Linked DNA regions of Triticum aestivum: regions 2 and 3 are each linked to region 1. Evidence: chromatin contacts called from public Hi-C data. All regions are on one chromosome and are shown on one strand. Each heading gives the region's core, a stretch centred on a gene start, on an enhancer-like site or on the middle of the called end of the contact. The rest is flanking DNA. Distances are from core to core; before and after follow the strand shown. Region 1 holds the start of LOC123070205 (dual-specificity RNA methyltransferase RlmN). Region 2 holds the start of LOC123070209 (5'-deoxynucleotidase HDDC2). Region 3 holds the start of LOC123070200 (carbonic anhydrase, chloroplastic).

Region 1 (2,763 bases), core at 17-2,516:
CTTTGACAAGCAGAACAAAACCTAATCTGGAGGAACTAATCAGAAGATCAAAAGCACCTTCCGTCCATGAAAGGTGGAGACTAATTGCTCGAAAAAGGCTTAAAAGTTCTTTAAATTGTATTACACTGCTTCGTGGATTTATCTTGTAGTAATGTTGCACAGTTTTAGAGGTGATAACACATACGATGATTAGATATATGCAATTTTTCAATGTTGCCCACACTAGATATAACTCTAATATTGCAACCGCTGTGGGCTTCTACTAAATCTGAGATTAGCTTTAACAAATTTCAGGTTAAACAAAGCTTTGGATACACCGTACGCTATCTATGTACATACCTAGCAAGTAGAATTCTCAATATCAAATCAAGCACTCCTGGGTTCCAGGATGAGATCTTCCTGCCGGATCTTTCTCAACATCAAATCTGATTGCTAGGCGATGTCCACGCTGCAGAATATCACATCCTATCTGCAACCCATGAGATAGACCATCGAGGTGGGAGTAGCAACAATGGTGTGCTACAGGCTTACAACAATGCGTCGCTCCTTGACGCAACCCTTTTTGCCGTCCAGCGCGCTCGCGGTGCCTCAAAAAATGCCGTCCAAATCAGGATCGGACGCAAAATAACACACTCAAATCGGGATCCAGAGGACCTGGACAGGGCGTCATTGGAGGGGCATGCATCCCACGGGGGCGAGCTCCATGACACGGCCATGGCAGCACCTGTGGAGAGGACCTGCACACAGTTTAGACTTTAGAGGAGAGAGAAAGGTAGGGAAAAAGAGGAGAGAAGGGAGAGAGGCGGCCACGGCGGCGGCATCTTGCTGGCTGCTCCAGGCGAGGTCGGAGAGGATTACATGGCGGCGGCGGAGAAGATGGGGCTGGGAACCCTAGCCAGGTTGGAGGAAGAGAGAAAACACGCGGCGTTGATCGAGGGAGGAGTTTGATCCAGAGAGCGACGACCCATTAATTTTCTTAAAATCAGTCATTTGTTTCCCAATAAATGTGATTGAGCCATTCAAGGTAGGGCTAATTAATTTAGACTTGATCTTTAGAGATTGATTGTGATTGATTCTTTCATATAAAAACATTACTAAATAACTTACGCCAACATGAAAAGTTCTGATCTGTTCAGATATTTTTCGTTGTGTGAGAGGATGAAACGAAATGGGGTGGGAGGAGGGGACGAAAAAAACTAGCGATAAAAAAATTTGAAATAATGAAATAAAAATAAACCGTGAATACTATTCAACTAACTCAGACATTAAAAATAAAGATATGGCATAAGATGGTTTGAAATGCAGGATGTGTCCAGCGTCAGATAAGAGGGTCCAAAGGAAAATCCCTCCGCGGAACCATACCAAACCAACAATTCCTATGGCGGCGCTGCCTCTTCTCCGGTGGGGCGCCTCCTCCCTCCACGCCCACTTCTCCCCTACCCCGCCGCGACGCCTCTTCTCCGCTCTCCGACAGCCCCCTGCCGCCGGCCGCTACGAGCCAGGCTCCAGGGTCATGCTTAAGGGGATGGACTACCCAGAGCTCGAGGTAAGAGCCCCCTCTCAATCTTCAAGTTTCGTAGATTCGTCTGTCAGCCATTGGCCTACCCTTGTGTTCGAGCTGATTTTGCCACGGGTTTCCTCAGAAATGGGTGCAGTCGCAAGGATTCCGACCGGGACAGGCCATGATGCTGTGGAAATGCCTCTACGGGAACAACGTCTGGGCGCATTGCCACGACGAGCTGGCTGGTAGGTTTGAGTTTTATTTCTTCCCGTGAATTATCGTCGGCACTTGAGAAATGCGGGGCCTGGTGCGAAATCTGAAGCTCAGTCTGACAAATGATACCACAATTTTCGCCAAGAATAACGTCTTGCTCAAAACTTGAGACCTATAGCTGCTAGTCTGTTTTTTACTACTTGAAACGTGCCTCCTTCAGTTGTTCTAGCATACCTTGATACAGAATCTTCAACTGGTTTTTTGCAAGAAATATTGTTGGAAACATAATTTCGAAGTGCTATCATAGCTAATGCTATTATTTTCCTTGTGGGGAGATATCTGGTTTTCTTTTGCTATTTACAATGCATCAAAAACAACAGTATGAACATCTGCAAGCATATCCTTTGACTGTATTAAGTTCGTGCTAGCTAAATTGACTGCAGAAACTACTTCATGCCGGATGACTATTTTCACAAAAAGTTCAAAATCACCAAGTTCGTTATCCATGAAAGATTTAGGTTCAGTACTAGTTTTTGAATCACTATATCTATCACTTAACTGGTGTTTAACATGATTTCTATTGCTTCATCTACGATACATAATTACTATTAGAGTTAATCTTGTCTTTTACCAAAGAGATGCATGCATGGAAGAGCAAGAAGTCAATTTGAGTTTGGTAAAATGTGTTAGGATATTCCTTATGTCCTGTATTAGCAGCTTTTTAAGGATATTTTGGTCTTAGTTGACTTGTAGTTAAGGAAGATTAGATAAGCTGAGCTGTACACCCAGGCCCCATGGTGGACCCGCCTCTGGCTGCCTAGGTCGGTTATCGTAGCAGTTCGGTTACTATAGCACCGACCTAAAACCTCTATATAGAAAGAGGCACCATATGTAGAATAATGTAAGCTTGTTACTACTGATATAAACCTACAGAGCTTCATACTAGTTACTTGTGTGCATGTGTTTGAGAAAAACAGTAAGCGAGGCCTTGGTGAGAACCTGGTAGTTCTAACAATTACTACTAACTAAGACCTAGAAAAAAATAGCTT
Region 2 (2,700 bases), core at 160-2,659, 230 kb before region 1:
CCTCTTTTGTGTATACACACTTACATGTCAGGGGGTGAATTATTATTTTTCCTACCCACTCCATTAGCAGTGCCCTGCACCACCTTCCGGTTGTCCATCGCCTTGCTCTGCCCTACCTTTGGGATGCTCTGGAGCACGTTCAACAGCGCTGCAGCTCGAAGCAGCCGTGTTGCCACTTGCAGCAGCCAAGCTCGGCCCACGTGGAGGGGAGGCAACGTGGGGACAGGGAGCCATAATAGCACATGAAGTAGCTCTAGCAGCGGGCACAGGACGGCAGCGCACACATTACGGATAGGCGGTGGCTGTGCAGAGGGGACAGAAGGCGGTGCACCCTGGAGAAACAGGTGGCAGGGGTGAGGAGGGGATGGTGCAGTGGTGGACGGAGCTCTGGTGGTGGCAGATAGCTGGGGAAGGCAGCGCAGCAAGAGGCAGCAATGGCCCTCAGCCACTAGGGGCTGAAATTTCAGCTCACCAAGGGAGGGGGCACCCCTACATGTAGGAGGTTGGGCCTGGTTTTTAGTTGGCCGCCCAAATTTTTTAGGCATTGGCAGCCATATAGGGGATCTGTTGGAGGAAGAAATACTCGACTATTGAGAGCTTTTATGTAGTGGATAGGTGATCTGCTGGAGATCTGGGGGCATGAAGGCATGAACTGAAAACGGAGTCCATGTTCATGCACTACACATCATATACTACTTATTAGACATTGTTAGCTGAGCAGCCATAGTGAGACGTCATGAATCACCAATTCACTATACGAGTTGATCGTTTCAAAAATTGCATATATGAAGCCCTGCTCGGATCGAGTATCGTTTTTGTGTGCTCCCCGGTATTTAGCTCAAGTTAGCAAAGGTGTATCAAAATTATAGGTATACTCTTTTGGCTAGGACCTAGGAGTATCACTAATCTGATGGTACAGCACGTAATGCCAGCAAAGGAAGGAGCAAGCATGGCGTGGTTTACCTTGAGGCTATGGCAGAGAGTGAGGAAATCGATGGCCGAGGCGGCGGACGAGGCCGCGGAGGACGCCGGCGAGGGCGGCGCGACTGCCGCGGCGTCTAGCGGCGCCGGCGGCCGCCTGGGCAGGGGCGATCCGCCTGGTCCAGGGCTCCCGGAGACAGCGCGGGCACCACAAGCGAGGCGCCTCGGAGGGAGGATACGCGGCGGTGAGCGGCGGAGGAGGCCGCGCACGGGAGGGGCGGGTAGCCGCGAGCTAACGGCCATCGGAGGGAGCGCGGTCGCCGGGTTGGAGGGGATCAGTGGAAAAGGCGGAGGAATCGGCGGGCGGCGGCGGCTTTGCTTTCCTTCTCCTCTTGTGCCGTCCTTTGCTCGCCCCTCCTGCTTCTGTGGAACAGGGCAGACGGCAGACGTCGAGTCGAATCGGACGCCCACGCTGTCGAACCAACCTTGCCCCTCGTCATCATCCAGCCGTCCGTGTTGTCACTAATAGGCAAAATTTCGTGTTTTGACTTTTTTGTCTTATTTAAGGATCTGACCCATGTTTTTTTTTTTTTGAAATATGACTCTTTTGCCTATCGCAGGGTCCTGGCGGTAGGCCCCACAACCTACCGCCGTGTGCCGTGGCGGTAGGTGACGGCACGGCGCCTAACGGCCGTTAGCTCTGACTGACGTGAAAAAGGGGCCTACCGCCAGGGACCCTAGCGGTAGGCTTCTAACACCTATCGTCAGGGTCCTGATTGTAGGCTTCTGGGGTGGATAAGGTTGGGAGGAGGGACCTTTGCCCCCCACCCACCCACACACACTCATTCAACACACCCCACACCTCACCTCTCCACCGAGTTCAAGATCCTCTCAAATCTCTCTCATTTGGTTGACATTTCTCCGCTGGATTCGTAGCACTTTCATCATCCAAGGTACCTCTCTCAGTTCCCCTCATTTTGATTGGTTAAAATCTTGGTTTTGTGCGCATTAGCTCATAACCTCTCAAACCCTAGTTCATCATTTTGGTGTGGTCAAATCAATTAGTATGATGCATTTGGGGTTATGTTTGCTTATGTATTATGTGCCTGGAATTGTTTGTGTATCTAGATCTAGTGCTATGATTAGTGGTCATCTTTGGGGTTATGGTTAGGCTTAAGAAAATAATGAAGATCAAGATCACCTTAATAGTAACCAAGTGGTGTGGTCCATTTGATTTATTTTGTTGATTGTCATCTTAAACCCTTATATTTGGTATGGACATTGTAGCTATGAGTCTGGGTGTAGTGTGTGAGCAAGTTGTACCGGAGCGACAGCATGGTATGACGAGGGAGCTTGAAGCATGTTTAAAGTATGATGATGCAAATGTGGCCATGATGGATTTTAGCAAGTATTACATTATCAAGGAACCTTGTGATCCTAAGGAGAAAAAGTCTACCGGAGGCTTGTGAAAGAAAAAAAGAAGATGCTTCATGAGCTCCATGAGATGGAATATGCTTGCAGACATGTTTTGGCAATGGAGGTTGGGTTCTCTGTCAACAAAGAAGAATTTCGGGAGCTGGACTTGACAAAACCCGGACATGTCATTGCATGGGCAATCACTCAAGGCGTATCAGAGATTCCGGACCGCCGTGCTCGATGGGGCTGGTTCCGCGAAACGAATGGTGTGTTCGAGAATTGGGCGGGATCCTCGCATTTTCAACTGAAGCCTAATTGTGAGCGTGACGAACAAATTGAACGTCTTATACGTTTTAGAGCTAT
Region 3 (2,700 bases), core at 16-2,515, 240 kb after region 1:
TGATGTTTCTGCACTTACTCTTTGTTTTACTGAAATAAATGAAGATTTATTATAACCTTCGAGTTGGATTTAGTGTAGTAGTAACTTGCCTTGGCGGTGTTTGAAAACTCAAAAAGAGGAAAATAGGAAGCTTCTTATCCAAAATAAAAAAAAAATACGAAGCTGACGGAGTGGATGACCTAGTCGTTAGTATTTCTGCAAGCTTTTGAGAATCAAAGTCAAACTACTCAACATCAAAGCCAAAGGATGGTCATTTTTCTCCAAGAACCAAGAGAGTGCTAGAAACATAGAGTAATTGGTGTCCCTTCAGTCTTAGCAATAATGCCCGATAGACTCCACCTTGCCGCTTTAAGGAAAAGCTGCCGCTACATGTTTCTGCACTAGTATAAACTTTCTCCTGTACACTTGAGACTTTGTGGAGTTATTTTCAATCCAGAGCACATTATTGTGTTAAATTAACATTATCGCTGGCCACCTCTTTGGAAACCCGTTCGTCCCGCATTATTCTATCGAGAGTTTGTTGACATGCATGTTGATGGTGGATGCAGAGAGGACTAAAAACACAATGCATTTGTCTGTTAGATCCACGTATATAATATTCAATGATTGCTTTCGCATAAATAGAAAAGGTTGCAAGAGTGTAGGGGATCATGGTGACATGCAAGCCCCATGTGCAGAGCTGGTCAACTGTACAGCAGTAATGCGTTTTGGTTTTTTGAGCTCGAAAATAAGGTGCATTTGGTTGAGCCATCACATGCATTTTGGTTGCCGTTCTCCCATATTCTGGGAAGAAGATCTAGGCATGTGGCGTGGAGCAAAGGGACCCGTGACCCACGTACGTCGTTCCCAAAACAGCAAAGGACACGCCATGATGCCAAACTTAGCTAAGCTTAACAAGGGCTCTGCCGGCCGGATAGAGGAACGATATGCATGGTGCATGCAGCTGCGAACGTACGTACCAATGCGGGTGCGACGGGCGCGGCCTGGACGGGGGTGTTCCTGATGAGCTTGGGGCGGAAGGAGGAGGAGTTGGAGGGCGCGGGGGTGCCGAGGCTGGCGACGATGGTGGAGGAGCGGGCACGGGGCGCGACGGTTGCGTAGCACCAGTTAGCCGCGGCGGTCGACATTGTGCAGATGGGCAGTGCCTGCTGCCCTCCTTATACGCGCAACAAATAGTGCTGGGAGCGCGTGCGTGCGGACAAGCACAAGGCCGGGTGCGCGCGGCGGCGTGCGGCTCGCCACGGCCGGTGGATCCCGGCCACTGGCACGGGGCGCCCTCATCCCCCCGGCGCGACACCGGATAGGCTCGCGATAACGCGACGCTGGATCGTGGCCAACGGTTCGCGCGGCACGGATCCTGGTCCACACGCGGGAGGATGGGGCCGGAAAATCAAGGATTTGAATGCGCGGCGTTGGGGAGGTGGGAGTGCGGTTGAGAGAGAGAGATGGATGACGATGTGGACGTGGATGTATGCCGCTACCTGCCTCTGCCTGCTGGCGGCCTCCGCCGCCTATCAATTGTCAAGGGCTTGGGCCTGGGCCGACGGTGAGGTGTGGTCGCGATGAACTGGGTGAAGTGTGTGATCAGAATGTGCTAAGAAAAAGTGTGTGATCAGGATGTGCCTCAGTGAATCATTAGCTATGGTAAACATCTTCACGTCAATAAAGGGGAGATAAGGCTAACTCTAAGGCGACGATTCAAACGGATGCGGATTTGATCCGTCTTTTGTCCATTGGGTCCGTCAAAGAGGCGGTGGCCGGCCTCGTTCATGTTTTCGTGGGAAGTGCGCTCAATCCGCCGACCCATTTGATTCGCCCGGTCGGCCAGCGGCCAAATATGCACAATTTTTTCTATGCATATATTTGAACTAACATTGCACAACCAAGCAAATCACATAGTTTTACACGACAATAATAAATACTTTACAACCATATTTTATAACTTACAACCATATTTAAATTGTCACAAATACATTAAAAGAAAAAGAACAAATACATCTATTGGTTGTTAATGTGAGCCCACATGTGCTCAACCAAGTCATTTTGGAGTTGGATGTGAGTTTCCTAATCATGTATTTCTGTATGAAATTGGATGAACTCTTGTGCTTGGGCAAACCTAGACCTCTTCTCTACTATCGGATTGGAGATTGTCTTCACAAGAGTTGATCAATGAGGATAGATATCATGAGCTAGGTAGTATCCTTTGTTGTAGTGGTGGTTGTTGAGCTCAAAGTTCACCTCTGGGCAATTGTCTTCTGCAAGCCTTCCAAATGCCGGAGAGCGTTGTAGCACGTTGATGTCATTGTGATACCCAACCATACCTAAAAAGGAGTGTCAAATCCAGAGGTCTTGTGCAGCCACAACTTCCAAGTATGAAGTGCAAGCTTTCACATGCCTCTTATATTGTCCTTGCCAGGCAAACAGACAGTTCTTCCACTCCCAGTGCATACAATCTATGGTACCAAGCATTCCCGAAAAGCCTCTCTCTACACTGATCCCTAACAACTGGCTTGTATCTATGGCATTTGGCTCTCTCAAGTACTCCGGGCCAAACACTGTTGCCACAGCCTTGCAGAACTTGTACAATGATGCAAGGCATGTGGACCCACTCATGCGGAGATACTCATCAACAATATCACCATGAATTCCGTATGCAAGCATCCGAACCATCGCAGTGCATTCTGATAAAAGAAGAGAAGC

The links. Hi-C and Micro-C count contacts between places; a contact is called where the count stands out from the background.
Region 2: a Hi-C map of leaf shows a contact between it and region 1, with 9 times the contacts expected there. The contact joins the promoter of LOC123070209 here to the promoter of LOC123070205 in region 1. A contact is called at or near these places in 2 of 5 Hi-C or Micro-C datasets (both in leaf).
Region 3: a contact with region 1 is called in a Hi-C map of leaf, with 5 times the contacts expected there. The contact joins the promoter of LOC123070200 here to the promoter of LOC123070205 in region 1. A contact is called at or near these places in 2 of 5 Hi-C or Micro-C datasets (both in leaf).

The regions. Positions count from the first base shown.
Region 1 is chr3B:430,694,090-430,696,852 of IWGSC CS RefSeq v2.1, reverse strand. LOC123070205 (dual-specificity RNA methyltransferase RlmN) reads left to right here and starts at 1,266. Exons shown (of 9, transcript XR_006433536.1): 1 at 1,266-1,546; 2 at 1,644-1,746. LOC123070206 (a long non-coding RNA gene) reads right to left here and starts at 1,123. Exons shown (of 2, transcript XR_006433546.1): 1 at 340-1,123.
Region 2 is chr3B:430,919,426-430,922,125 of IWGSC CS RefSeq v2.1, reverse strand. It overlaps LOC123070209 (5'-deoxynucleotidase HDDC2), which reads right to left and starts at 1,409. Exons shown (of 8, transcript XM_044493284.1): 1 at 964-1,409. The coding sequence starts at 1,224.
Region 3 is chr3B:430,455,796-430,458,495 of IWGSC CS RefSeq v2.1, reverse strand. LOC123070200 (carbonic anhydrase, chloroplastic) reads right to left here and starts at 1,265. Exons shown (of 7, transcript XM_044493270.1): 1 at 960-1,265. The coding sequence starts at 1,127. LOC123065468 (a long non-coding RNA gene) reads right to left here. Exons shown (of 3, transcript XR_006431046.1): 3 at 2,104-2,321.